Linked DNA regions of Mus musculus: all the other regions are linked to region 6. A link is a contact called in public Hi-C and HiCAR-type data. All regions are on one chromosome and are shown on one strand. The core of a region is the stretch at or near the end of the contact, and the rest is flanking DNA. Distances in the headings are between cores, read along the strand shown. Region 1 has its middle 160 kb from the start of Gm35615. Region 2 has its middle 140 kb from the start of Gm46401. Region 3 has its middle 110 kb from the start of Gm46401. Region 4 has its middle 22 kb from the start of Gm46401. Region 5 has its middle 180 kb from the start of Gm35615. Region 6 has its middle 47 kb from the start of Gm40658.

Region 1 (4,529 bases), core at 1,841-4,340, 1.4 Mb after region 6:
CCATGTCTTGCTTCTTTTCATGGGTTCAGATGATTGAACCCAGGTCCTTGTGCTTATATGACAAATATTGGGCAACTGAGTTATATATCCAGCTCCAAGAACACATTGTTCTTAAAACATCATAGAAACTATAAGCCAATGGAGTCTTGATCAAACACAACTTTGTAAAATTCCTCTTGATCTGAAAAGGTGGCTCAGTGGCTAAGAGTGCTTGGTGCTCTTTGTAGGACATGGATTCACTTTTCAGAAGACATATAAGGTATGTCATAACACTTATAACTACCTGTAACTTCATCACCAAGGGACCTGATGCCATATAGACAAGGAATTCAGCAACATCTCTTCTAAATATAAAGTAGAAGGCAACAATTTTTTGTTGCATTCTTTGTTTTGAGTATTTATGCACATTTGAACAATGGTCAGCTCCTGCTGAAGTTTTCTCTCTCTGGAGATAAGCTTTAAAGGGGAAGACCACATGATGCCCTCGATGATGGAGCCTTACCTTAATGCTCAAGGTCAAGGCCAGTTCAGGGCAGGAGAAGCATCATGTTTGTCTGACCATGTATAGCAAATGACACAAATCAGTTATAATTTAGGCTGAGCATGATGAGGACTAGGCTGTTGTGGTGATGTCTCTAATCATTCTAGCTATAACAGTTGGTTATTTCTGAAACAGCTTCTTGTTATCTGGAAATCTGAAGGGAAAAGCAAGGAAGAGAGAGTCAAAGAGACAGCAAATGATTTTATGAGTAGAGCAGGAATTTGAACCTGGCTTAATTCTGTCTTAATTGTTTCTTTATTCTTTCCTCAAAGACTTGGGGAATATTTGGCTTATTCTGTTTATATCATTTTTCTTTTTATCAATTAGGATGGACTGGTTGGTCTAATGGACAAATTTACCATAACTTGGAAGGAAAACTACTTGTTTAATCAGGGTCTTCGTAAGTTGATCAGACTTGCCTTGAATGGGTTTTCCTTTCTCTGTCTTTGTCTCACAAACTCCTGGGACTGTAGCCTTTCTGGCATGCCTGACATTAATTATGCTTACTAAACCATCCTTTGTGCCTGGAGTGCTAAATTTGGGTTTTGATACCAAAGAGTTTGACCTTGGTTAGGTCCAACAAGACTACCAGTAATTCCTCCATGACCAAAAGTCTTCGGTGGGGGGGGGGGGGGTGTTTCTCACTCTCCAAAAAGGACAAGAATTCTTGCCAAGAATTCCAGGGCTATGAGGGCCTTCAAGTCAACTTATTGGATGTAGATAGAGCTGTATGAGTTGCTGAGAGCAAGTAGCCCAAGGAATTACATCTTCACTCTGATAAACTTTTGATTTGACAGCCTGATAATGTACAATAGGATGCTGCTTAGAAAGTGTCATCATTTAAAGCCTGTTTATTGATTTCTGTATTTATTGTGTAAATTACTAATAGATGGATCTTATTGGCATTCATGGCTTCTCTTCTGTTAAAATGATATTGGTCCTGACTCTGGCTCTCTCTTGGGACTATTAGTCTGTCATCTTCAAATCTTCCACTTAATCTTCTACTTTTGTGGACTACAAACATGCTATCCTACTTCATGCAATACGTAACTAATTTAATTAAGAACAAAAGAAAGTTTGTATGCAAATAAAACAAGATCATATGTGTATGTGCACATCTATGTGTGTGTGCATATAAGTGTACATGTTCATAGGTGCACATGCACATGTTCATGATTTGTAAACACTTGATTATTGTTCAAAAGGAAAATTTGGAGGAAAGATTGGGAAAAAAAGGAACTTTTCAGGGAGACATAGATTTTAAAGGAAGAATCCAAAACAACTTTCAATGTGATAGGCACTCAGGATCAAAGAACCACCAAATTTTGGAAGCTGTACAGTCTTGTGAAGAAGGGAAACCAGATCTAAGGACATGTACTAGGAAGGAATAGGCCACCATTTGAACAACTGTAAAGGAGAGAACCACACAACATAAAGACATAGTGGACACAGCCATAGGTGCTCAGAGGTATGACCCAGATCACACAGATTTTCCTATGCTCTATCTTTATCATTTTTATGTTTATTTTCTTTCCACACTTTTGCTATTAGAATGCAAAATAAGAGAAAGAGAAGAGTAAACATATCCCCCTAAAGAGAGACAGTGTTTCTGACTAAGTGTTTGTTTTCTATTATTCTGTAGCCTTTTAATAGACTCCTCTCTTTAAAGACAAACAATAATGTGATAAAGGAAGTAAAAATAATTATTTATGTTTTGTTTGTTTCCATCTATAAAGTATTTCCCTGCTCTTTCTAAAAGGAATGTGAGACACCCATATTGGTCTTGGTTAGGTAACAAGATGGGAACTAAACTGTTAAACACTCCATTAAAAATTAGAAAAACTTCTCTATATTCATTCTTCTTTTGATTACAAATAATATTATTTTATTATTCACTGTTAAATGATTTTTATGACATTTCAACTTGTGATCAAAAGAACAGCAATAACCATCTTCAGATTCCAAAAATACTATCAAATGAAAGTCATTACATACTGACATAACCCTGGATACAAATGACAAAAAACACACATGTGACATTTAACAGGCATTCTGCCAAACAGAGTAGCTGGGTACCCAACTTGAGCCTTGTCATCACCAAAAACTATTTCTCAATGTAAGAAGGAATGAACTGTAATGATAATGCTAAGAATGTCTTTGTAATATTTGAGACAGACTTATCTTGAGGAAAGTGGACTCAGAAGAATTGCAAATAAGAACTTGGAAGTGTTTAAAAGGATGAATATAGGGCTCATGGTCTATATTGATGCTCTTAGGTTGCACAAATCCAAAGAATGTGTGCTGAGATGAAAAATTAAAAAGATATTTGAGATGTCATAGAGCAGAGATGGCTGTCAAAGGCAAAAGGCTAGTCTTGCAAAGAATTCAGAAATTTTTCTGAAGTAAAAGCCCTTTTCTTTTGACTTTGAAGCATTCATTTTTACTCCAGGGAAATTACAGATTTCTTAGAAATGAGCTCTACTGGAAGAACAGCATGGAAAAATATCTTTACCACAAGTAAGTCATTTGAGAAACAACTCAGTTTCTCAAGTATGTAGAGCCATTCATGTAAAATGCATTTGACTCATCATTGGTTGGAAAGCTATATTTAGTGGTGATGCTGGCAGGGTATTTTTGGAAATAGTGAAGTGCATAGAAGTTTAAAAATGTTGAATTCATTTAGGAGAGAGCATTTTTCTTTTGGAGATATGCAGAAATGTCCAATACTGACCTGATTCTAAAGCCTTAATTTTGACACCTCACCCCATCGCTAAATGCTGCTACAGATAAACCTACAAGACATCACAGCAGGACCTGAGGTGAGAACCACTCCAGAATCCTTCCAGGATCTACAGCAACAGTTCCTTGGAGATTACAGTTCCAGAATCAGAAGACCTCAGGGACCCATCTCCTTGTCTACCAATCTCAACATGGACCTTACAAACTAGCACACAGATCCCATCACCTAACCACAGTCCACACAAAGCATTGATTGAATGTTTCTTAAAAAGCTACCTTCCTCTAAGTATTCTTAAGCACTTCTGCTTGACATTATATCCCAGAGGAAGTTAGTAAGCCCAGGGTTCCACAGAGAATGGGGGTCAAGGGAACTGAGAACACGTTACAGGAATACAACACTTCTGGCTGAGATTTAGATGTGGTTTCCTGAGCTCTATACTGACTGTCCTTCAGTGAGTCTTTCCTCTCATGCATTTCTTTTCTACATGACAGACCCAAAGAAGCATCACCTTTCTATGCACAAACCATATTTGCTCAAACATTCACCTGCTCTACACTGCCAAATCTCCGCATCTCTTCTCTCTAATAGTTTTTCCTTGGCACTCTGCTGGGTTTGTCTCATGATCCCATTTGCAGATGTGCCTTCTACTGACCATAGGATGCTGACAAGTAGCCATCAAATTCCCAATTCCAGCCAGAGTACTAACCATACACGCAGGGAGAAACAAGAGCCATGTACAGATGTTCAGCTTGTCTACCTTTCAGAACAAAGCTTTGGGCTGGGGACATAGCTCTGTTGGCAAATCACTGACCTAGCATGAACAAGGCCCTGGGTTTGTTCCTCATCAACAAGAAAGCTGGGGGTGGCAAGCCCTGCCCATAATCTCAGCACTTAGCAGGTAGAGGCAGGATATCAAAAGATCTTGGACATCTTCAACTACAAAGTGAGCTAGGCTAGGATGGACTATATGAGACACTATCTCAAAAGAACAAAATAAAACAAAAGTGAAACCTTATTTAAATCTGATTCAACAAAATATTGTAAAGCATAAGACTAACAGGAGACTTAAATATTTGATCACTTTACACTTTACTTGCTAGAAATTGACCTTTATGAAGGTAGCTATTTTAAGGCTCATATTTAAAAGGTCGTGTATATATAAAGTGTGTCCAAAAAAACATGTTAAAAATGTACTCTCTAAGCCAGATGGCCTGGACTTGATAACATTGTATCTACCCTACCCCCTGT
Region 2 (4,140 bases), core at 1,529-4,028, 1.3 Mb after region 6:
TGAGGGCTTTCCCCCTCATCCTCTTCTGTGTCAGCTTCTTATTTTATCAGGGTTGTATCTCATGGTACCTGTGTTTTGTATGTCCCTCATGACTAACCACAGTGAACAGATTTCTTGTGTTTCTGTTCTGGTTTCTCTTTGCACTGGTGTTAGTTGTCATTCTTAGCTTTCTTAGGATGGTCAAGACTGTGCTGTAGTTTCACACTGAAGTTGCTCATGTTTTTCTCTAGAGTGTGAGGGAGTAGCTGAGAATTATTTTTCTGTATAATTGTATCCATTCCTTCTTCATTGTGCCCTCTTGAAGATGTTTACCTTCCACTCTGAAGTACCATGCAACTGTTGGGGGATTCTGTCCTGGAATTTGTACTGTGTTGCAGTAGTCTATTTTTGTTATTATGTTCTTAATACCTTTGTGTCAATTACAGAACTTCTCAGGTCTTGGAGTCAGGCAGGGTCTTCAAATATTCCTATTCAAATACAACACTGTTGAATGTAAAATATTGGTAAGCATTATGATAAGAAGCAATAATACATTTATATATATAATCTTTATATATTAAAATAAGGCAAAGTAAAAAATTAAAATCAATTACATTTGATCATGACACATGTTGTATTAGAATAGTTTTATTCTTTTGTTTTTTCCCTTGTTGAGAGAATAATATTTGATTTTTTCAATATTAACTCATAGATAACATTCATTCTTGAAAAGTATTATTGGTGTGATTATAAATCTTTAACTTTAATATTATCCCATACTTGAAAACATTTTACAGATGCAAATTCTAATGTACAAACATGATAGCTGTGTCTTTTTCTCACTAGAGTAAAAGTGGGAATCGTGTTCAAATGTGGCCATGGGGCATGTTCATATTGGCTCCTCTTCTTCTATTGATCTATTTTTGTTCTCTCTTCTGGTTTTCCTCTGCCATTTTCACAGGACTATCCTATAGCATTATGGCTGTTATGGATTTCTCTGCAATGGTTTGCATATTTTTATCTGCACAGAACATCACACTGACATGTCTTCCCATTCAGTGGTATTGGTATGGCATCCTTCGAGAGGTAACTTCATCACAGGGCTCCACCTTAACCTATGTGATTGGCAAACTTGTAAAAGTACTTGACTGAGAGCATTTTCTCTTTCTTCTCATCTACCTCCCTCCCTCTGAAGTCACAACAACCCCTTCACCAGAGAAGAAAGTCTTCCCGCCACCAACAGAATGAAATACCATTGCATGATCTCAAATCTCCAAGCTCTAAAACCATAAGAGATACATCTACATTCTATATATGTTATTCACACTCAGCTCTTCTATTAGAGCACCACAAAAGGATCCTAAGGGATTCTTGTTGTCTGATTGGGTAGTTTTGATTAAATCATAGGTGATAAGTGGGGGTTGGCAATGTCTCCGGCTAGGTAGAGTTGAAAACACCTTTTCCTCCATAGTGTGTAGCTAGTTTTTATAAAGATTGACCAGGCAATCCTCAAAGCTCCAGTTGTCATAGAAGTATGGAGTCATGACCATGTTGAAAGTTTTACTGAGACTTTGCCATCATACTGTTCTTTTATTTCCTGGCCTTGTAGGCTCTATTGACCCATCTTTCTGCCTAGGATCTTGTGGACAATTAACCTACAAATAAATACATGAGTGTTCTTCCAGTATGTTAAACTTCTTCCCCCAATTATCCAATAAAATGTTTGAGTGTAGAAAAGGTATGTGAGCCTCAAAATGCCTTCTATTCTCACTGTAGTTAGTTGAGAATTTCAAGGAAAGGATTTTTAATGTAGCCTTTGGGAGGGAAGAGGACATCTTTCCAGGTGGAGTGTTGCTGGGAAATGTTTCCCTGCTGGACAAGAGTTATTTGTATGTTACATTATTATGTGTCCCCTGTGGGGAGGGGGCTGTAGCCTCCTGGGTTTCTGGTACTTAACCATTTTATGCTCTATGTGTTTTTGTGAGTGAGGATGTTTTGGACCACTTACTGTAAATGAAATTACATAGTAGGTCCCATCTCTCTTTCTCTCTCTTATCAAATCCGATGCCAGGTTATATTGTTAGTTGTAATAGCTACCGCCTACTCATTTTTTAATCACATTTTGAGTGAATTATAACAAAGAAAACAATGTAACTCATACCAACAAAAAATAACACAAAAAACTTCCTTTCTAATATGGGATGGTTTGGATTTATTTAGAATTCACCAGGCACCGGAAATTTTAAGGAAATTTAAAATTAATTCTCTCTCTATTTGTTTACGTCTAGGACATGCATGTTAGTGCAGCTGTGGAATTCATAATTTTATATTTCTATCACTATAATAATATTATTTCCCATGGAAAATACAGTGTTTTGACTTCTAAATATGCTCATTTAATTATGCATGGCCCAAAAGCAATTTTTTATTAGGTTAAGCTCTGATGTCTGATTAAAGTCGATAGCTGGCATCCTTTAGGGCTTTCTTAAGCATTGGCTGGAGTGGGAGCAGAATGCTTAAATTGCCTAATAGGAAAGAATTACAGGCTATCGCCAGTCAGCCAACATGCACTTGCATAGTTAACCTTCAGATAGCTGAGACTCTGCAAGGAAAACACCACCACGCTGGCTAATAAAGCCCATCACAATAATGGTGTCAATCTGCCCTCTCATTAATAACCCAGCAAAGAGCACATTTCTTTTGCAAACATTCCAGATGGATTTCACAGAAGAATACCAAGTCGACAGCAATGTTGTAAGAGGACCACATTGCACACACCAATTCTGCTTTCCAACTCACTCCTAAGACTGGCAGATAGCCCGCTCTTTGCTGCAGGAGTCCAAGTAATGTCAGAATCCTCCTGGCCAAGATCATGCAAGGAACTAAACAAACAAACTGATCTCCAGCCCTAAGTTAATTCTCAGCTCATCTTTCCCCAATTCGGTCAGGTTTTAATCACTCAATACATTTTAAAGGATCACAGTTTGTAAACAAAAGTGTTTCAGATGCCAAAGGTCATCTGATGCAATGCCAGACAGGGGATGTCCCAGTGTATCTGGGCCTTTTGGCAGAAGCTTACATGATTTACAGGAATTTGCAGTCAGCAAATTACTCAGCAGGCACACGTGAGACTGCACATAGGCTAGAGTTCCACAGCTGGAATCATTTAATCCAATTGTTCTAAGCTTTTGCCTCTAAGCTGGGGGGAGGGGCACTTCGTTAAGGTAAGATCTTCTTTAGAAGCCTGATTTTCACAATGGGTACAAGCAAGGTGGAGCTAACAGAAGGCAAGGGGTGAGGAGGAATTGGCTGCTTCCCTTCGGGGAACTGGCATCCTTGCCCCACGCCCAGCCTCGCACCCCACCCCCCTCCCCACCTCCACTAGCACTTCCTTTTATCTCTCTGAGAACTGTGCAATGTACATTTTAGAAAAGGCTGTGAGCATTGGTTGCGTTTTACATATCTAATAACGGGCTTTTCAGACAGAAAAATGCTTTTTAGAGTGAGGGCTTTTCAAGTTAAGTCAGGTTATGTTTCTGTATGAAGTTCATCTCAAGACCTTACAGCTGACATTTATTTCTTGCTCAGAGAATATCTGTTGTCCGTATGGGTTGCTGGCTAAGACTGGATTCTCTAAGATGTGAATCACTACCCTGGAAGCTTCTTGTGGTCTCTGATCTCAATACCAGACTCCATGGTCGTTCCTGAAGGGAAAGTAGGGTTGAAGGAAGAGGATATGGCCTTTTTATGTCAGCAATCAACAAGCAGCATGTGTGTGTACCTCTGCTCACATTTTGCTGATCTGCCCTTCTAGAAACTTCCCTATTCACAGGGCTCCAAAAGTCAATTTTGTGATTCCGAGAAGGACAAAAAAGAAAGAGAAATGTAACTAAATAAATGTTATTTATACCGTCAAGACATGGTCAAGCAGGAGCTGGGTAAGCTCTATGGTCTTCTGTTCTCCTACAATAGTATAGTGATGCCTGGCCTTGTGTCCAGGTAATTATCTGACATTGTGCTCACTAGTTTTATGTCAATTGACACAAGCTAGGGTCATTTGAGAGGAAGGAACCTCAGTTGAGAAAATGTCTCCATAAGATAAGGATGTAGGGACGCCTATAGGGTATTTTCTTAATTAGTGATGCATGGGTGAATGTGCAT
Region 3 (4,151 bases), core at 602-3,101, 1.3 Mb after region 6:
TCGTGGATAAGAGACATGAGAAAGACGGAAGCTAGGCAGAGTTGAGGGATTTGGGCAGAGGGAAAGCAGGTGTGGATGGATGTGGATGAATGTGGTCAAGCATCCTGTGTTGGGGCTCAGAATTGCTGAGTTGTTTGCAGAAAGGAGATGGAAATAAGACATCCACTCACCAGGTGGAAAAAGATGTGCCTGGGTGGGAAGCAGCATTTGACACACTTCAAAGAATATACGACTGATTGCTAACTCCTTGTCTAGTTGGCAGCTTGCCTGCCATTCTTGCTGGAGTCACAAAGCACAGAGCTCTCAAAGGAGCCTGAATCGTCCATCATCTTGGCTTTTGGTGCATTCCTGAGCCTATCTTATAAAAAGTACATGATTCTCCATATGTCTGCATTGTCCATCACATGATTATTCTAAATTATTTATGGGTATTTTGGGTTGTGCATGGGGTTTTAATTTTTTTAATGAGTCATAACAGTTTTGTCACAGGATTAGTCTAAGAGTGAATGGAACCCATGCTATTAATTTCCAAGGGTAATGACATATCCATGATTGATGAGAACATACAAAGAACACGTTGTAAGGTACGCCTGAGAGTTTCAGTCAAATTATTATCTAAGATTGTTTTTCCTTCCCTGTTTAAGTCTCTTTGCTTCATGGGGAGTATCAAGTAGAGACATTTCCAGAGATGGGGAAAGGCTTCAGCTGGAAATGTGCCTGTCACATCACACAGATATGAGGGCATTCGTACAGATACCCCAGCACCCATATGAAAGATTGGGCATGGTGCCATGTTTCAGTAATGACGGTGTTAGAGTGCAGCAGACACAGGACAATTGCTGGAGCTAGCTGACCACTCAGTCCAGCTGAGGCAGTGAGATTCAGGGTCAGTTAGAGACCTCAAGGCAAAGAACACTCGGGGAATATATCTACTGCCAACCTTTGGCTCTACACTTAATGCTCACACCCTTGCAAACACACACACACACACACACACACACACACACACACACACACACACAGTAGAAGTGGTGAGAGAGAGAAGAGAGCAGGAAAGGGGAGGGAGAAAATGTTTGTACTTAGAGTAGCTTCAGAGTTTGTGCCTTGCCTTATCCCAATGAGGATCAATGATGAGCCACATCAAAAATCCCTTTGTTCCTCTTCAATGGCAGGCTATTTGTATTAAATCCAAGCAAGAGCAATAGCACGCCCAGCACAACCCCTTTGCATAATCTTATATAGGATTAACAGGGTTAAACCTAGAACACCAGGGATGACTTTGCCCTTGAGACACACCTGTGAGTGAAACTGCCAAGCTGCCAGGGCAATCATTGTAAAACAGGGTTACACTTGAGCTATAGAGTTAACTGACAAGTTGGTGCAGAAGCAGTCGAAACTTCGCTCTTGCCAGGAAAGAGATCTGCAGAAACTATGAATAGAAGAGAAAAAAAAAAAAAGTTCAAGGTAAATGGAGCTGTTCGGCCTGAAGAAAGGCTGATTGTTTTTGCAAAAAAAAATTTCCCCACAGACTTGGCAGCAATTAACAGAGAAGTGATAACCAAGGTAAGAGAATGGAGATTTCAGATGAATATGTAAAAGACTAAAGTCATGTTTAATGCAAAGAAGTAAGCAAACAGTAGAAATAATTAAAAGCTGTTAAGGCATATGTCTGTTGGCTGACACATATGTTATTAGACTACAAGACTATATGGCCAGTTGCTTCTAAGAATTTGTCTTTGCCACAAACCATTCCAATGAGTAATAATGTACAATAACATTTGGTATCCATGAGGCACTGTCCATCCAGTCCGTCAGAGTTTCCATCCTCGGTGTTGCTCTTCAGCAGCCGGCTAGGTTATGACATCAACTGTGGAAGCAATTCGCCTCTGCCTTTTCCAAAGCAGCTGCCTTTGGTTACCTGTTTCAGCCAGCTATTAATTGTCTGCAGATGGAGGTTGTGACACAGGGGTGGCCCCTTTCTGCCAGTCATCGAGCTCAACATCTGGATCGCACCCCACCAACTCTTCTTTAATATTGGCCATTAAGGGATAAAGAGAGAAATGGCTGCTGGCTTTGTTTATTTATTTTAATCTCCGATTCAGTTCCTTCCACTTCTCTCCTTCCTCCTTCCTCATTCTCTTTCTCTTCCTCTTTCTGTTTCCTACTTACTCTGCTGATCCTCTTCCTCCTTCTTTTCTCCTTTCCACCCTTTCCTCCTTTGTCCCCTCCTCCTCTTCTTTCTCATTCTCTCTTTCTTTTCTTTTCCCTCCGATATTTTTCCCTCCTGTCTTCCTTCTCCCTAGACAATCACAGGCTGTGTTATCAGATTAACTTCCAACTACCTGGAATGCCAAAGTAGAAAATAGAAAACCTCAGAGTAACAGCCAACCATAAAGTAAGGTCTGGTTGATCACTGCAAGATTGGTATGAGTGTCTGTTACAGTCCTGCAGTTCTCTGGACTCCTGACATGTGGTTTCCATAAGGTCAAGGAGATTCCATGAGCCTCTGTCATCACTCCTATTCCACCATTTGGGAGGAGGGAGGGCAAGGAGAGGGTGTCTCTTCCATTTAAGGAAGTTTTTTGGAAGCTGTAATTTTACTCCTACCCACCCAGTAGGTGGGACTTAGTCATCTGTGTAAACCTGGCTATAGGGAACTGGTGAATGTGCTCTTTATCGGGGTAGCTATGCAGCTTCTTACAAACCAGAGGCTTCCTTACTGCGAAGCAGAAAGACAAATATTGCAGAACTTCTGGTTACACCTACAATGTGGCCTTCAAAGGTCCCAAAATAAATATAGTATGGATGTTTGTTAACTTAGACAATTGACTAGCTCGAACTTACAATAATTCCTATTGTAAAGTGGTCCCTGAGTTCCCACCAGAAAGGACAGACAAACACCAATTTTAGATAATTTATTCATGATATGCTGTAATCCTTCACAAATGCACTTTGTTTCAAGAAGCTCTTGATGTACTTTGTTAGTACTAAGAAGTTATATGAATTTAATCACTAATTTACATTTTCAAAGTACCTGTCCCATAAGATCATTTAATTCAATATATTATTTTATAATATATTTTATGAAATAATTATTGATTTCTAATAGTTATCAATAGCACCATTGTTCACAGATATGCTGATATCAACCAGTTCTGCAATTGTCAATTGTTTCCTAAGGTCACTCAACAACCACTATAAAGGTTGCAATAAACTAAAATGAGGCTTTGCATGGTTCAAGTAATGAGCTGATAAATTTTACCTCCCCACCTGAACTGAGAGTTTACAGAGACTAGAAAATGAGTTTGTTACATAGAAGTCAAGTGCCATAACTACTCTGAAAAATCCAACAGGACGGGAGTGGTGTCACTGTGTTCCATGATACAGTGAAGATGGCCACCTTGAGAGACTATGGAGTAGAACATAGTGATGCATCAGATAGTAGCTCTTGTAGTTATCTGTGAAGAACATGAGCCCAGAAGAAGTTGAAACCTCTACTATCATATTAGATTTAAGTGTGTGTGTGTGTGTGTGTGTGTGTGTGTGTGTAGAACTACAGTTCTTTGGGCTATGTATCATGCTCTCTTGAGAAAATTTGTTTCTAAGAACAATAGAGAATCTCAAGAACAGGAACCAGGAATGCCATTTTTTCAAAGGATCCAGGAAGACTCTGAGACTTGACATCACTCCTTGGATGAAAATTTGGGAAAAGTTGGACAAAACATTTGAAAATATCCCCTCACTATTTTGAGGATGTATTCCAAATCAACTTATTCACAGACCTTCATCAACACTGGGTAGAAGACTGGAGAAAATGTCATTATAAGAATTATGACCAAATGGTTTTTGCACTCTCTTTTACAGCTTTACCCTATTTTCTTTATAACTCGTATGTTGAAATGTATGTCTCTAGCTTAAAGTTTCCTAATATATCTACACCTCTCTCTTCTCTTGTGCCCACTTCAATAAGCAAGCTCCTAGATCCAGCATACCATGCTGCCTCCTGCCACTTTTACAAATGTACAGTTGATCCCCTGAATCAGGATTTAAGACTAAAATTTGGCAGGGAACTCAGCAGCCCATTTATTAAGTGCACAGGTTATCAAGGGTATCAGTTACTTTATATATCAAAATCTGAAAAGGTACTCCCA
Region 4 (4,050 bases), core at 248-2,747, 1.1 Mb after region 6:
TGCCTATTAGTAAGTGAATTAGCTTCAGACATTCATGCATGATGAATAATAGAGAATTCTATTTTCCTTTTAGGGAAACTACACTTCCCGAGAAAAATCTTTAAAATACATCACTTGATTAACCAAGCAAGAACATTAACACATAAGGGGAAAATCAAAATAGAAGGATATGCCCTGTCCCCAGTGGAAAGGGCCTCTCTCTCTAGGCCCTTCTAAGACATGGGGCTGTGAATCCTGGAAGAAGAACTTCAAAGTAGGGTCCTCCTTACGGAAATGGTGACGTCTGCAAATAGGCAGCAATTTCACAGAAGGCCATTCCTTTGTCTAGCTGATTTCTGGTTAATTTGAGTTTCCTTCTTATGTGTATGAGTGTGTCTCTGTATGTATCTCTGGGGCATGTAGTTGTATTGGTGTGTGTTTGTGTGTGAGTGTGTGTGTGTGCACATGTGCACAAATGTGTAAGCTGTCTGGCACTTGAGCATCATTCCTCAGACACCACGGAAAAAGTTGTCATACTGAACTAGAACTTCTCCAAGTAGAGTAGGCTGGCTGGCCAGGTAGCCCAGGCAGATCTCTCTATCTGCACTCTCCCACCATCTCTGTCTGCTTTATATGGATGCTAAGGATCAAACTTGGGGCCTTACATTAGTAAGGCAAGCCCTTCAGAGCCAGAGCTACCTAACTAGTCCCTAGTCTTTTCTCTTCAGTAAGGATTTCTCCTCTACTCCCACTGGGTCCCATTGTGTTGCATGATTTAACATTTATTCTAGATGTGCCTTCATCCAGCCTTTATCTGTTATTGTCCTGGTGGTATCCACTTGTGAGCTAGGAAGAAACATTTTTCCCTTTCATACCTTTTCCCTTCAAAGACAGTCCTGGCGGTTTAGGATTCCAGAAGCTTAAGAATCCTGACAATGGGAAGGAATACGGATCTTCAGGAGCCCAGATACTCTTCCAGACCCCTAAAGAGTTGCTGATAACAGTCTTAAATGAAAGCCAGGCTATAGCCAAATCAGCTAATCTCATCTCTGGCTGTCTGAAGACCAGGACCCCCCAGGATAATCCAGGCAAACAACAGAAAGGACTTTGGTAGCTAGACACCAGAGGATCTTCCGAACCTCTTTGAAGTTTGGGGCCTGATAAAGGAGCCAGGTCTCTAGGTTTGCTGTTTAATGTGGTCCTTGCAGCTTAGCTTGGAGACAGGTTCTTTCTTCCTGGATTAATAGTAACCTCAGCACATAGGGTTGGGATGCCACTGAAGACAAGAGAAATGAATATCTACTGGGATATTGAGGTGAATGAAGATAAGTGTGGATTGTGTATATGAAGGACCCTCACCTCGCTCATCATATGTAGGCTGTTTATTTGAACAGCCAGACAGCACTTGCCAGTACCTCTGGGCTGTCTCCTGGTGGCTGGGTATCTGTATGCATTCTGTGTTTCTGCACAGCTCAGCTGTGTGAGTCACAATGATCCCGTCTCAGACAGACAGTGATTAGGTCTGTGACTCAAATAGCACCATGCATTCCATTTTGTCTGCGCAGGATTGTACTACCTGATACCACAAGTAACAGCTCAACCTGCCGAGGCAATCACTTTGAGTTTTATAAAGTTCTTTGCATGAATCACAGCAGAGAATGACAAAAAAAAAAAAAAAAAAGGAAAGATTTTTTTTCAGTATTCAACTCAACTAGAACCGTCAAACAACTATTTCATTTCTAAGTAAGTTGTCTTAGACTCTCCTTGGGTACATTATAAAGTGAAGTTTGAAGGGTGATGTTGTAACATAAGTAAATAGGAACACGGCTGTGATTCAGCAGGAACCAGACTGTCTCTCAGAGTTCAAAGTCTGCTATCCTGCGCAGTGAGCCCTTCTCCTGGTGAGAATATGGAATGTATACCCACAACTTCCTCAGGTTAGGATTCTCTCAACGAATGCCAGTGTGGCTTGTTTTACCACCTGTGGAGGAGGCGCAAAAATATAAGAATTCTAAGAATTCCATTAAACTTTTATCCAACTCCAGAGACCCCATGCCAATACATTATTTTTTGTTGGGGGAGAATTGGTTTTCATTCATTGCCCATCAGGATTCAGATATGAAGCTCAAACCTTCACAAACCATAGTGAAGACCGAGGCAAGGCTGCCTCTGAGTAAGGCAGCACATGCGTTATTTTATACTCCTGGAGACACTGACATAGATGTAATTAATGCTCTATTAGCTAAGGAAACTGACGCTGAGGCTGCAGCTACATAGGGTCACATATCACTGGATTCTACTTGCAAACCCACAAGTTAAAGTTTATCATCAGGCACACTGTTTTTCCATTCTCATAAAAATAGATACAATTTTCAAGAAAACAATGCTTTGTATGAGCTGACTCCAGAGCAATGTCTAGAAATAACTTAAAGGCCTAGGATTATATGCATAGAAACATTTCTTATATATGTGATGTATTATTTTTACAATTTATATATGAGTTATGTTTATATATTAGACTTTTTTCTTGGCTTCTTTCTTTCTGTTACTTCTACCCCTCTCTTTCTCCATCTCTCCTACCATCCTTTCCTTTGCCTGCTCTCCCTTTCTCCTCCTTTTCCTTCTGGTTTTCTTTCCTTCCTTCTGTCTTCCTTTTTGACAGGATCTCATGTGTTTCAGCCAGTCCTTGAAATTTGCTATGTAAACTAGAATGACCTTAAAACTTCTCATCTTTTTTTCTCTACCTCTGCAAACAATGCTGAGATTAAAGGGAAGTGCCACCATGCCTTTTTGCCATTGTCCTCTTCCTCCTCTTCTCCCCCCTCCTCCTCTTCTTCTATTTCTTTTTCTTGTTCTTCTTGTTCTTGTTCTCCTCCTCCTCCTCCTTCTTCTCCTGCTCCTCATCCTCTTCCTCTTTCATTTGTTTTGTAGTGGGAATGGAATGCAGGGCTTCATACACACCCACCAAGTAAGCACTGTACCAACTGAGATACTTTTCCAGCCCCTTTTGACTGTTGTCTTATTCCATTTATAGTGTGATAATAAGTTGGGGCTTTAAAGAATAAGTGATTTCTTCCCACTCATTGATGGGAACTCCAAGACCAAGGTTGTCAGATACAATGACTCTCTGGGAGCCTATTTTCTGATTCTTGTTCTTGTATTTTCTTTCAGTGCTAAGAATTATACTTGGACCTGTTTATTTATCTATTTTCCTTTTTTATAAACCACAGAAGACTTTAAAACCCTATGCTGAAGCCTAACACCTGTTCTGGATTGTTTAGTACTTTGTATAATAAAACTGTGCTCCTAAACAATGTCTGATAAGATTACATGACATTTTGGGCCAGGCCAAAAGACCCCTTTCTAGTGAAATTTCTCTTCCTTCCTAAGGTTAAAAAAAAAAACCTGGACATTACTTTTTATCTATAGTCACCCCTGGGCTGAATTCATGCTTCTTCTTTTGAAATATTTAGAAAAATATTTTCATAAGACATTGCCTTCAATAGAGTATGATTTTCTCTAGTTCTCAAAATGGCTTTATTAAAGGAACCATATGGTGATGAGATCTATTGATTTCAGTATAATATATAAAGCACATGTTGGAACATTTAATCATGGGTCTTGTGATTCATTGCAAAGGGCCTTGAGAGTGGTGACTGACGTGACAAGGTGGGCATAGTGTGACTCAGACCTACTCCCATCGTTCAAAGGTCATGGAGGTTGGGCAGGAGCGCCTCCAAGCACCTGTTTCCCCCAACCACAGTATCTCTTTCACCTCCTGCTGTCATCTCCATACAATGTAGATCCATCATTCAGGGATTTCTCCATGGGGTTCTGTCTTTTAGTGGATGATCTTCTGGAATGACTTGTTACTCCTTCCAGTTGAAAGGTCATCTGCTCCATGGGGATCAACCTTTGAGACAGGTGCCCCAAGTGGAAAACTCATGTGTTTAATATCTGTACTTGGTCTACATTAAGTTTTTCTGTTGTTACTGAATTTTTGTTGGAAATTGGTATATTCTACGTGGGCTTAGAAGATAAGTTCGACTTAAGTAGGATCCCAACCATTTT
Region 5 (4,668 bases), core at 360-2,859, 1.3 Mb after region 6:
ATACCACAGAATCCTTTACTGATCAGTAAACTTTCTAAGTAGTTATCCTGGTTTGTCCCACTGTGTCTTAGGGTGAGATACTTAGAGCCTCTTCCCATGTCCCCTCACTCTCACACCCAAGATAGAAACCATACAACAACTTAAATATCGCACAATTCCATAAGTAAAATGTGTACATAAATATAAACAAAGAAATGTTATTAGAAAGTTACTTCCAAGTACATGAGAAAGGAAGGAACCATAAGGACTATGCAAAAAAATATTTCCAGTGGACAAACAGCCAAAGGGTTACTCACAAAGTTTGAACAGCCAGTGCAAAATTCCTTAGTTGTGCAAAAAAACCAAATACACAAAACATTCTAAAACACTCAGGTGTAACTTTTTTTGCTTAACAAATTTGAAGCTCTTATTTTCTTTCAAGTTCTTTCCTTCCCTTCCTTCTTTTAGTAAATCCCTCTTTTCTTCTCAAATTTCACAGAGGTGAGCATTGTCATTCACTCTTACATTTCTCCAAGGTGGTACAGAATTCTCCAAAGGTATTCTCAATGAGTAATTATTTACATAAAATTATTCATGGTCTTTGTCTAGTTGTTAAATTTGTAGTAGTATATCCTAATAAATAATATAACTTGCCTGTTGAGACTTATGTGCAACAAGATTTATTCTAGTTACATAGAACTGTTGACATAGGAAATGCTTACCACTCTGAAAATGACTAAATGATTTTACTCTATTAGATAAGATATTATGTAGCCATCAACAGAATTTTTAAGATATTTCTAATTACATACAAATGTAAGCTACAACATTCAGGACATCACATCCAGTAGGCAACCTCCTTACTGGTGAAATGCACTAGATAAATGTACTTGTAGTTTTGAATGGAGATTTCCTCTGAACATTCCAACATAAAAACAAAAGATTTAGATACATACCCACCCTCAAGATGAGTAGTTGTTGTTGGTAAGTGCAACTAACACATGCAATGGTTTTTGCTTCCATTTTTGCCCATATTTTCCAACATTTCTCTAATAACCATTCATCATTTGCCAAAACAGTCAGTACACAATAGAGAGAGATTTGTGTGATGAAAGTAGTCTGGCTTGTCCTTGTTCTTCTTTTCCATCTTCTCTAAAGGGATCCTGGTCTCTCTTCCTGGGTTTCTCATCTGCAGAGTATTTCAAGCCAGAGAGGACTGACTGGAGGCACGTACTCTGGATAGAGCTCAGAAGGGATGCTGAGAGCCTGACCTTTAAGAAGAACGAAGTCCACTCAGGCGAGCGATCCTTTGTGATGTGTCTGTGAAGCCCAAGAAAACAAAGAACCCTATGTGGTTTGTTCATCTGAGTCATAGCACAGACTGCTAAGGCCTCAAGATCATTTTTTAAACTCTTCAACTGGATGAAACTTCCCGATGAAGTAAGGAACCACACCCACACACATGGTTATCTGGTAAATTGTGTCCCTTCAATGTTCTTATCCGGAAATCTTTAGCTCCATTACCTCAGAATGTGGCTGTATTTGGAGTAAGCATTGTAAAGGGGGTTAGTGTAATATAAAGTCATAAAGCATGAATCCATCCGCTGCTGTACTGATAAGAAGATGAGGTCAGGACACAGGGAAAACCATAGGAGGATGTGGAGAACCTCAGAAGGTGGCTGTCTACACCCACTTCCCACTTGATGACTTGGGACTTCCCATTTTCAGAACTGTGAGATCATAGATTTCTGATGTTTAAGCCAATTATGGTGCTTTGGTATAGAATTCCAGGAAATAGCTCATGCTTCCAAAGCCTTTCCCTGACCTATATTGCTAACAGCATTTCCCTAGGTGATTACAGTTCATCTGTTTATTCCATGGTCACTAGTACCAGCAAGACAATGATTATGTTGACACAAGTCTTCTCAAGTTAAGCCATAAAGGCCTCAGAGTCCACTGATGTCATGCTCCAGGGACATGCCCGGTACCCCGTGATATGGAAGCAGAATGTGACATTATCCACATGGTTCAAGTTCTGTAGATGTGTAGATAGGAAGAGTTCTCAGATTGTGAGACTGATAGTAAAATTCCAAATGGCTAATGTGGCCAAGCCACAAACATACAGTGAGGTTGTAGTTTCTGAAAAATCACCCACTGAAATCAAGCTATAAAGGCAAACCCTAAGTTGTCACAGAAACCTCAAGATAGTATAGATCATGGAAAGTACTTGTTGGGGGAAAACAGTGGGCATCCAGTCAAGACAGCTGATAAGAGAGTGTATATATTTTACAGGTGGCAGCTTCAGAGAGAGAAGGTTAACCAAGAACATTGAATGTCAAAGAATACATGCCAGTGCCTCAGGGACTACATGGGAAGCTCCAGGGCTTACTGTTTGATGTGCTGCTGTTTTGGTTCTGGGATAATCTTCTCTTGCCATCCTGGACCATTTTTTTCCTTTGAATTGAAAAAGTTTACTCTGCTCTAAGTACATATTGCAAGTATTTAATTTCTTTTTTTTAATTACATATTTTCCTCAATTACATTTCCAATGCTATCCCAAAAGTCCCCCATACCCTCCCCCCCCAATTCCCTACCCACTTATTCCCATTTTTTTTTGGCCCTGGCGTTCCCCTGTACTGGGGCATATACAGTTTGCAAGTCCAATGGGCCTCTCTTTTCATTGATGGCCAACTAGGCCATCTTTTGATACATATGCAGCTAGAGTCAAGAGCTCCGTGGTACTGGTTAGTTCATAATGTTGTTCCACCTATAGGGTTGCAGATCCCTTTAGCTCCTTGGGTACTTTCTCTAGCTCCTCCATTGGGAGCCCTGTGATCCATCCAATAGCTGACTGTGAGCATCCACTTCTGTGTTTGCTAGGCCCCGGCATAGTCTTTTGTTCTACTTTGCATGGAATCAGAGTTAGATATTTACCAATAGTCAAAGGAGCCTTTGGACTTTATGGAAATGTTGAAGCTATTCAAACTTCAGAGACTCCTAAAGTTTAACTGCAGCAATTTTCAGTGTGAGACAGCCATGAGCCTTTGGAGACCAAAGGAAGGGCGCTAGAGTTTGGATGCGAATGAGCTCTCACAGGCCCGTGGTTAGGCATTGTTCACACCTTGTGATGCTTCTCTGAAGGTTGTGGAACCTTTAGAAGCTGAGACCTCACTGTGAGATGGGGGTCACTGGAGAGTGGGTCCTGAAGATTGTAACCTAGCTCATCTGAACACTCTGAGAGTATATCAGCCACGAAAATGTAACATAATACACATAAGTTCATACTATCATGAAAAAATTTTAGAACTATCATGCCTTCCTCTCCATGATGAAATGTAGTCTCTGAGTGTATTCTTTTGCAAGTTATTTTTCCTGGATGTTCTGTCACAGTGCTGAGAAGAATCACTACTTATGATGAAATATGTTAGCACACACACACACACACACACACACACACACACACACACATACACACACGCACACACACGCACACACACGCACAAACACACACACATATACATAAAGACTGGGCACTGAAGTCAACATTTTATTTCTGTCAAGAGTCTGTTTAATGACAGAAAAAGTTACGTAAGAAAGTCCAGGTTAGAACAGTCTGCTTTCCAATGGCTGGCTATGCCATTAATGGTCCATTGGTCAAATCTCTCAATCCAGCTCTTCAAAATTCTGAGCACAGACCTTGCATTAAGCTGGTAGATGGACCTGGATACATCCTTGAAGAACTTTAAAATATATCCAGGAAAGGCAGCTGAGAGCATATAGCTTTTCATTAGATCCATGAAGGCACCATAATCCTTCAAACTGTTAAGAGTCATAAAGGAGCTTCCGACATTGCTGCTGTAGCATAGAATAAGTTCCACTCAACTATGTTAAAAGACCTCACAGAGGTGGAGGTGGAAGGAAACCCTTAGCTGACATAGGAGGTGGAACTGGGCAACATGGATTATAGCTTACATATGCCTACTGTAGATTTGGAAATATAAAAGCAAGTGTCAAGAAAATTCCATGTAGGATAAACAGTGGTCAGCCAACAGCTATTCTCTGTATTTATCTAAAGCCTGAAGGCTCAGCAAGGCCCATTCCTCCCTGAAGTCTCCCTTTTGATCAGCAAGTGTGACTCATAGATCCTAGCTCTGTCACAAACACCTCCAGGGTTTGTGTAAACTAACAGAAAGCAGGGCATACCATTCTCTAGGGGTACTCCAGGAAGTTCTACCAAATTTGGGGAAATTGCGAAGCCACTACATCACAGTACCAGAACCCTGCTCAGACTGAGAAAAGAACACTGATTCTCTGTAGCTACTGTAACCCTGCACAATGAGAACTTTTCTGAAGTTTCACATGACAAACTTAGAAATCTGATCAGAACAGAAGTCAATGGGAAAACAGTGAGTGAGTAGAGCTTTTGCAAACCTCCAGTCCAGAGTTCTAAGTTCTGAAACACAGGCTGGGCTCACAGGCATAGAGAGACAAGTTAGATAAAACCGACAGTGGAGCCTACTCATGAGCTTAGATTAACTGGTGATGACCTGAAAACCTTACAACTCAAGTTGAATGTGGCTGGAAAAATGAAATATTTCATTATTTGCTGTCCAAAGAGTCTTCTGGCTCCTCCTCCTCCCATGCCCCCTTCCTCCTTCATCATCCTGCTCTTCTTCATCCTCCTCCACT
Region 6 (4,616 bases), core at 326-2,825:
GCTAGAGAAATTACCCAAGGAGCTAAAGGGAACTGCAACCCTATAGGTGGAACAACAATATGAACTAACCAGTACCCGGGAGCTCTTGTCTTTAGCTGCATATGTATCAAAAGATGGCCTAGTCGGCCACCACTGCAAATAGAGGCCCATTGGACTTGCAAACTTTATATGCCCCAGTACAGGGGAACGCCAGGGCCAAAAAGGGGGAGTGGGTGGGTAGGGGATTGGGGGGGTGGGTATGGGGGACCTTTGGGATAGCATTGAAAATGTAAACGAGGAAAATACCTAATTATAAAAAAAAGAAACAGAGCTTTAGCACTTAAGGCTAAACACTGACATTTCTAGACACAGGACATCACTTACGCAAGAGAGAACAACATTCGTTTCTTATGTTCTTAACAAAACCCACCAGTTACACATTACACACTCATCCATTAGAAAGATGATGATTTAGCAGGGTTCTAGATGCTCACTCATGTGTGTGGTGGTGAAGATGTTTCTGCAAAAGTCACTTCACTTTACCCACAGTGCCAGTTGTTACATTTCAGCAATTTTTATGTACTTTCCACAAGACTTTGTATTTCCCTTTCAGCAATCCTTCTACTTTGAGATACCTTTTCTTCTGGGTTTTTGTATGGACATCTTAAGAACACATAACACAAGTATCTTTATTTAAGAATGTGAGATCAGTCTGTGTTCAGCACAGTATTATTGTGGGCTTTTATTCATAAATTGCTCTTAAAGCATATAGAAAGAGAACAGAACAAAAAAGTATGGTAAGAATTTTTTGAGAATATTTTTCCTAAGATTGTGTGTGTGTATATGTGTGTGTGTCTGTGCATGTGTATACACATACACACACACACACACACACACACACACACACACACACACATATATATATATATATATATATATATATATATATATATATTTGTGCTTGATATATATGTATTACTCATTAAATGTATTCATTAAAGTTGATGTAATGCTCCTTCACGGTTATTGTTTTTAAAGCTGTCCTCTTTTGAATAGCTTGAAGGTCCTTCAGGAATTGCAAGCTCTGTTGTGAAACAGAATGTTCATATCGTCCTGTTACTCTTTGGCTCTGCTAGTTCGCTGATTAAAATAGGCTCACGCGCAGGACGCTAATCTCTGTTTATAGAAAATAGCAAACAGATGGAGAAGCAATGATGAGTAAAAATAGACCCTTTCCTCCAGCAGATCTTTTAACACATAGATGTCAAGAAAGCCAAGAAGTCAGTGAAACCTAGTCTGGTGTTCCCTACACTACCCTGAAGTGACAAATCGCATAATGACAGGGATCCGTTTGCTCCTGAGGCAACAGCTAAGCGGGACTTCCAGTACTTTCTATTATAGGTGGCTTTTTCATTGCAACCTCCATTTACTTGGCAGGGCCTCTGGAATCTCTGACTGGAACTCTGAATGAACACTCCTCTTGTTTGAATCCTGCTGATCCCCCAACTGTAACTGGATCAGCTGACATCACCAGTGTGCTGAGCCCTGTGAAATGTCTCTGTAATTGGACTCCACTCTTGAGTCAGAGCTTGGTAAACCCTGGAGAGGCGCTGTGGTCCGCGTGCTCAGCATGACTCATGCCTCTAGTGCCTGGAGACTGTTGCTATGTGAGACTTCCTGTTAAGTGTTTACTTCTTACAGTGGGTTTGTCCTGTCCCAAGAGCTATTTGGATTTGGTATGCGGGGTGGGGTGGGGTGGAGTGGGGTGGAGTGGAGTGGGGGCAGGGGCAACTAGGGCAAAGGATTTGCCTTTTTCTTCTGAAAACAAGGATCCTGGGAGAGTCAGCTCTGAGTTAACTTCCTTAAATGGTCTGGCAGCTCATGTTTACAGGAAGAGGAAAATCTGGGAAATGCTGATAGAAGTCATAAATGCAAGGAGGGAAAAATAGCATAGTTGAGGTCATATGCAGGTGCCTGAGGGTTATTTTTTTTTAATGCCTATTTGTGTCATTCTTATGCCAAACATGCTTTAAATTATTCAAAATGGTTTTATTTAGACTGCTTTTAAAATTAAATAAACATTTTAAAGTTTTCAGTCAAAACTCTTCTGTGACAAATTAAGGAACATTGAAGAAAAGGCATAGAGACAACCTACCAGGTAGCACTTTACAATTGTGAAATCATTTTCTTTTCTGAATGATAGGTAGCTATAAGACACGGTGGCGGTTGAATAAACATTTAATCAAAACCAATATACGTTTATGTGAACATGTGTTTCTACACGTGGTTTTATAGATAGAAGTGGAGACTGGATAGAAGGCCAGTATATTACAAGGAAATGGGATTTGATTCTTCAACAGTGCTCAGATCATTCAGGCGTATGAATATACTGGATTGTGATGCAACCTTGGTAATAGGGAGTTCAAGCCAACTCTATTCTCAGAGTCATATGAATTCAGCTTAGTTCACATTGCCAAGGCACACTGGCAACTGCAGCTGACACAAGAGATAATCCATGTGTCAGCCAAGAACAGATAAAGAAGAGTATGAGATTCTTGGAGCTAACTCAGGCTGGGAACAGGAGAGGTGTTCATTGCTGTTCTGTAAACAGCAAAGACAGGAGCAGAATAAGGAGAATGTCATGTTGAACCTGTGAGTCACAAGACCAGAACTAAAACAAAGCCCTCGGGGGCCATATACACCCCAAGAAGCCAAAGGGGTGCTTTGGAGAAAGTCTAACTTCATTGTGCTTATAGAGTAGAGTGGTTAATGGAGCCAGCATTATGAACCTGCATATACAGCTCTTTCTTGTTCCTTCTCAAGAACAGTAGCTTTTCAGAAAGTTGAAGGAAAAAAAATAGCAAGTATTGGAAGAAGGTGTTACAGTAACTAGTACTGTATGTTTACTTTGCCTAGAAAGGATCTCATGCCATCCAGGCTGGCCTATTGAGGTTGGTCTTCACCTTTTAATCCTCTATGTGCTATTTCTCTTTTGTGAGGATTAGAGACATGATACCACCTTGCACCATTTAACGTATGTTGGGCATTGAACCCAATTGTAGAAATAATATTTCAGTATTCACAGAGCCAGAGAGGGCAATCCTCAGATTATGGGTTTTAAATGCAACCACTTGTATCATCATTAATACATACATCATAGAGTGGCTTTCTGTATGCATTTATATCTGAAAGACAACTTCAGTTAATTAAAAGGAACTTTGCCCTTCCTTTGTCTTTGACTGTTTTGGTCACATACTATCATTTCATCAGGAATAAAATAGCCTAATTCTTGTTTTGAATGAGAAAACGTACCTTGGTGGCTTTAATATGACTTTTGCTTATTAAATCATTTATTTTCTTATGTCATTAATTTGTAAGATTCAGCTCTTAGACTATGTTCAGCAAGTTCCATGCATGATCCATGGTGCATATGTTCTCATCTGCTGACAGACCTAACCAGAGGAGGGGACCCTGATTCCCATTGGTCAACTAGGATTCCAGAGAAAGTAAGAGGGAGACAAGCAATAAGAAAAAAAACAACAGCAGAATGGATAAAGTGAAGGAGAGAAGAAAGGGGAGAGAACAGAAGAAGTGAAGATTCAGGCAAGGAAATCAGAAGATGGGACTAAAAGAGTAGAGGGGAAAGGAGAAGGTGGACCACGGTCATACAAAAGTCTACACAGGTTCAGGCAGACCTTTACTGATGACTTTAGATACTTGTGAACTATAGAGACTATGATCATAGTTGTTGTTCTCCTTGTACTTGTGGTTCTAGTTCTTGTTGTTCTTGTTCTTGTTTTCCTCCTTCTCTTCCTCTTCCTCCCCCCTGCTCCTGCTCCTTTTTCTGTTTCACCTTTATGTGTATAGGCTAATTCTCCATATTCTCTTGTGTAGTTTGTGGTCAGTGAAGTTGATTTATCTTGCTGAACTGCTCAGGCTTTGAGAAGTGTGGCATCTCAGTGGAGACTATTCAAAGACTCAAGTAAACCGTGGGAGACAGACATCTTATTCCCTCTAGAATATATGCAATAATTTTGGTCCTTAGGAGACACAGATCCAGTGATCAAAAACCGCACTTTGATATACACATAAAGTTTTAGAGCTTTACCTCTTGGGGTGGTGTTGTCTTCACATATTTGCTGCCTCTGGTCATTTCTTTTTCTTACATAGAAGAAAGCACTGATGCCCTACTTCGATTCTCTCCATCTGGTAAGTCTTTACAGGTTGTCCCTGTTATTCCAGCTACTCACCAATGCTCAGAGTGAGCAGCAGTGCCTTCCTAGAGGTGATACAGTTAATGGGAGTCACTTGAGACCCTTCTGCTGTTAGCCCTCCTCCTTTAACTTCAGAAAGCCCTTCCATCCTGTCATCCTGAATGTATCAGGTTTTATTAGGCACACCTATTCTAAAAAGCAAAATCAGCTGACTCTGGTGGCCAGGTTATAAAAGTCAAACTCTATATCCAAAGCTGCTATTCTAGCACATGCTAGAATATTCTAGTACATTCTCTTATTCTTGGCCAGGAAAAAAAAAGCCACAATTTTTCTGTCTCTTAGAACTTGATTATCTCAATTGATATGACTGAGTATAAACAGATTGTTAGTTAATCCATAATAAATGGTGCATTAAAGATATTA

The links. Hi-C and Micro-C count contacts between places; a contact is called where the count stands out from the background. HiCAR-type assays count read pairs that join an accessible place to other places.
Region 1: a contact with region 6 is called in a Hi-C map of bone marrow-derived macrophages, with 8 read pairs. The contact joins two enhancer-like sites. A contact is called at or near these places in 1 of 39 promoter capture datasets (liver), 4 of 484 Hi-C or Micro-C datasets (adipose-derived mesenchymal stem cells, bone marrow-derived macrophages, macrophages and 1 more) and 4 of 115 datasets of contacts at active chromatin or transcription factors (cardiomyocytes, embryonic stem cells, fibro-adipogenic progenitors and 1 more).
Region 2: a contact with region 6 is called in a HiCAR-type map of fibro-adipogenic progenitors, with 8 times the contacts expected there. The contact joins two enhancer-like sites. A contact is called at or near these places in 4 of 39 promoter capture datasets (the 3T3-L1 cell line, 3T3-L1-derived adipocytes and cranial neural crest), 5 of 484 Hi-C or Micro-C datasets (cerebral cortex, embryonic fibroblasts and uterus), 5 of 115 datasets of contacts at active chromatin or transcription factors (the NIH/3T3 cell line, cardiomyocytes, embryonic stem cells and 1 more) and 1 of 9 other capture datasets (embryonic stem cells).
Region 3: a HiCAR-type map of fibro-adipogenic progenitors shows a contact between it and region 6, with 6 times the contacts expected there. The contact joins two enhancer-like sites. A contact is called at or near these places in 1 of 39 promoter capture datasets (cranial neural crest), 5 of 484 Hi-C or Micro-C datasets (adipose-derived mesenchymal stem cells, bone marrow-derived macrophages, cardiomyocytes and 2 more) and 5 of 115 datasets of contacts at active chromatin or transcription factors (the NIH/3T3 cell line, cardiomyocytes, embryonic fibroblasts and 2 more).
Region 4: a contact with region 6 is called in a Hi-C map of bone marrow-derived macrophages, with 9 read pairs. The contact joins two enhancer-like sites. A contact is called at or near these places in 3 of 39 promoter capture datasets (cranial neural crest, liver and maxillary cranial neural crest), 2 of 484 Hi-C or Micro-C datasets (bone marrow-derived macrophages and macrophages) and 4 of 115 datasets of contacts at active chromatin or transcription factors (the NIH/3T3 cell line, Th17 cells, embryonic stem cells and 1 more).
Region 5: a contact with region 6 is called in a Hi-C map of bone marrow-derived macrophages, with 10 read pairs. The contact joins two enhancer-like sites. A contact is called at or near these places in 3 of 484 Hi-C or Micro-C datasets (bone marrow-derived macrophages, macrophages and myeloid progenitors) and 4 of 115 datasets of contacts at active chromatin or transcription factors (the NIH/3T3 cell line, epiblast stem cells, heart atrium and 1 more).

What each region holds. Positions count from the first base shown.
Region 1 is chr13:6,124,386-6,128,914 of GRCm38.p6, forward strand. No RefSeq gene overlaps it. Among named protein-coding and RNA genes, the nearest start is that of Gm35615, 160 kb to the right of the region's middle. Within about 2 kb of position 3,091, at least 27 of the 459 cell types and tissues checked have an H3K27ac peak or open chromatin away from gene starts, as enhancers often do. A contact at or near this core is called in bone marrow-derived macrophages, where this site is marked.
Region 2 is chr13:6,057,048-6,061,187 of GRCm38.p6, forward strand. No RefSeq gene overlaps it. Among named protein-coding and RNA genes, the nearest start is that of Gm46401, 140 kb to the left of the region's middle. Within about 2 kb of position 2,779, at least 100 of the 459 cell types and tissues checked have an H3K27ac peak or open chromatin away from gene starts, as enhancers often do. A contact at or near this core is called in 3T3-L1-derived adipocytes, the NIH/3T3 cell line, embryonic fibroblasts and 2 more, where this site is marked.
Region 3 is chr13:6,027,775-6,031,925 of GRCm38.p6, forward strand. No RefSeq gene overlaps it. Among named protein-coding and RNA genes, the nearest start is that of Gm46401, 110 kb to the left of the region's middle. Within about 2 kb of position 1,852, at least 67 of the 459 cell types and tissues checked have an H3K27ac peak or open chromatin away from gene starts, as enhancers often do. A contact at or near this core is called in the NIH/3T3 cell line, adipose-derived mesenchymal stem cells, bone marrow-derived macrophages and 2 more, where this site is marked.
Region 4 is chr13:5,891,419-5,895,468 of GRCm38.p6, forward strand. No RefSeq gene overlaps it. Among named protein-coding and RNA genes, the nearest start is that of Gm46401, 22 kb to the right of the region's middle. Within about 2 kb of position 1,498, at least 56 of the 459 cell types and tissues checked have an H3K27ac peak or open chromatin away from gene starts, as enhancers often do. A contact at or near this core is called in the NIH/3T3 cell line, bone marrow-derived macrophages and pancreatic cancer cells, where this site is marked.
Region 5 is chr13:6,107,877-6,112,544 of GRCm38.p6, forward strand. No RefSeq gene overlaps it. Among named protein-coding and RNA genes, the nearest start is that of Gm35615, 180 kb to the right of the region's middle. Within about 2 kb of position 1,610, at least 46 of the 459 cell types and tissues checked have an H3K27ac peak or open chromatin away from gene starts, as enhancers often do. A contact at or near this core is called in bone marrow-derived macrophages and pancreatic cancer cells, where this site is marked.
Region 6 is chr13:4,770,051-4,774,666 of GRCm38.p6, forward strand. No RefSeq gene overlaps it. Among named protein-coding and RNA genes, the nearest start is that of Gm40658, 47 kb to the left of the region's middle. Within about 2 kb of position 1,576, at least 305 of the 459 cell types and tissues checked have an H3K27ac peak or open chromatin away from gene starts, as enhancers often do. A contact at or near this core is called in 3T3-L1-derived adipocytes, the NIH/3T3 cell line, adipose-derived mesenchymal stem cells and 5 more, where this site is marked.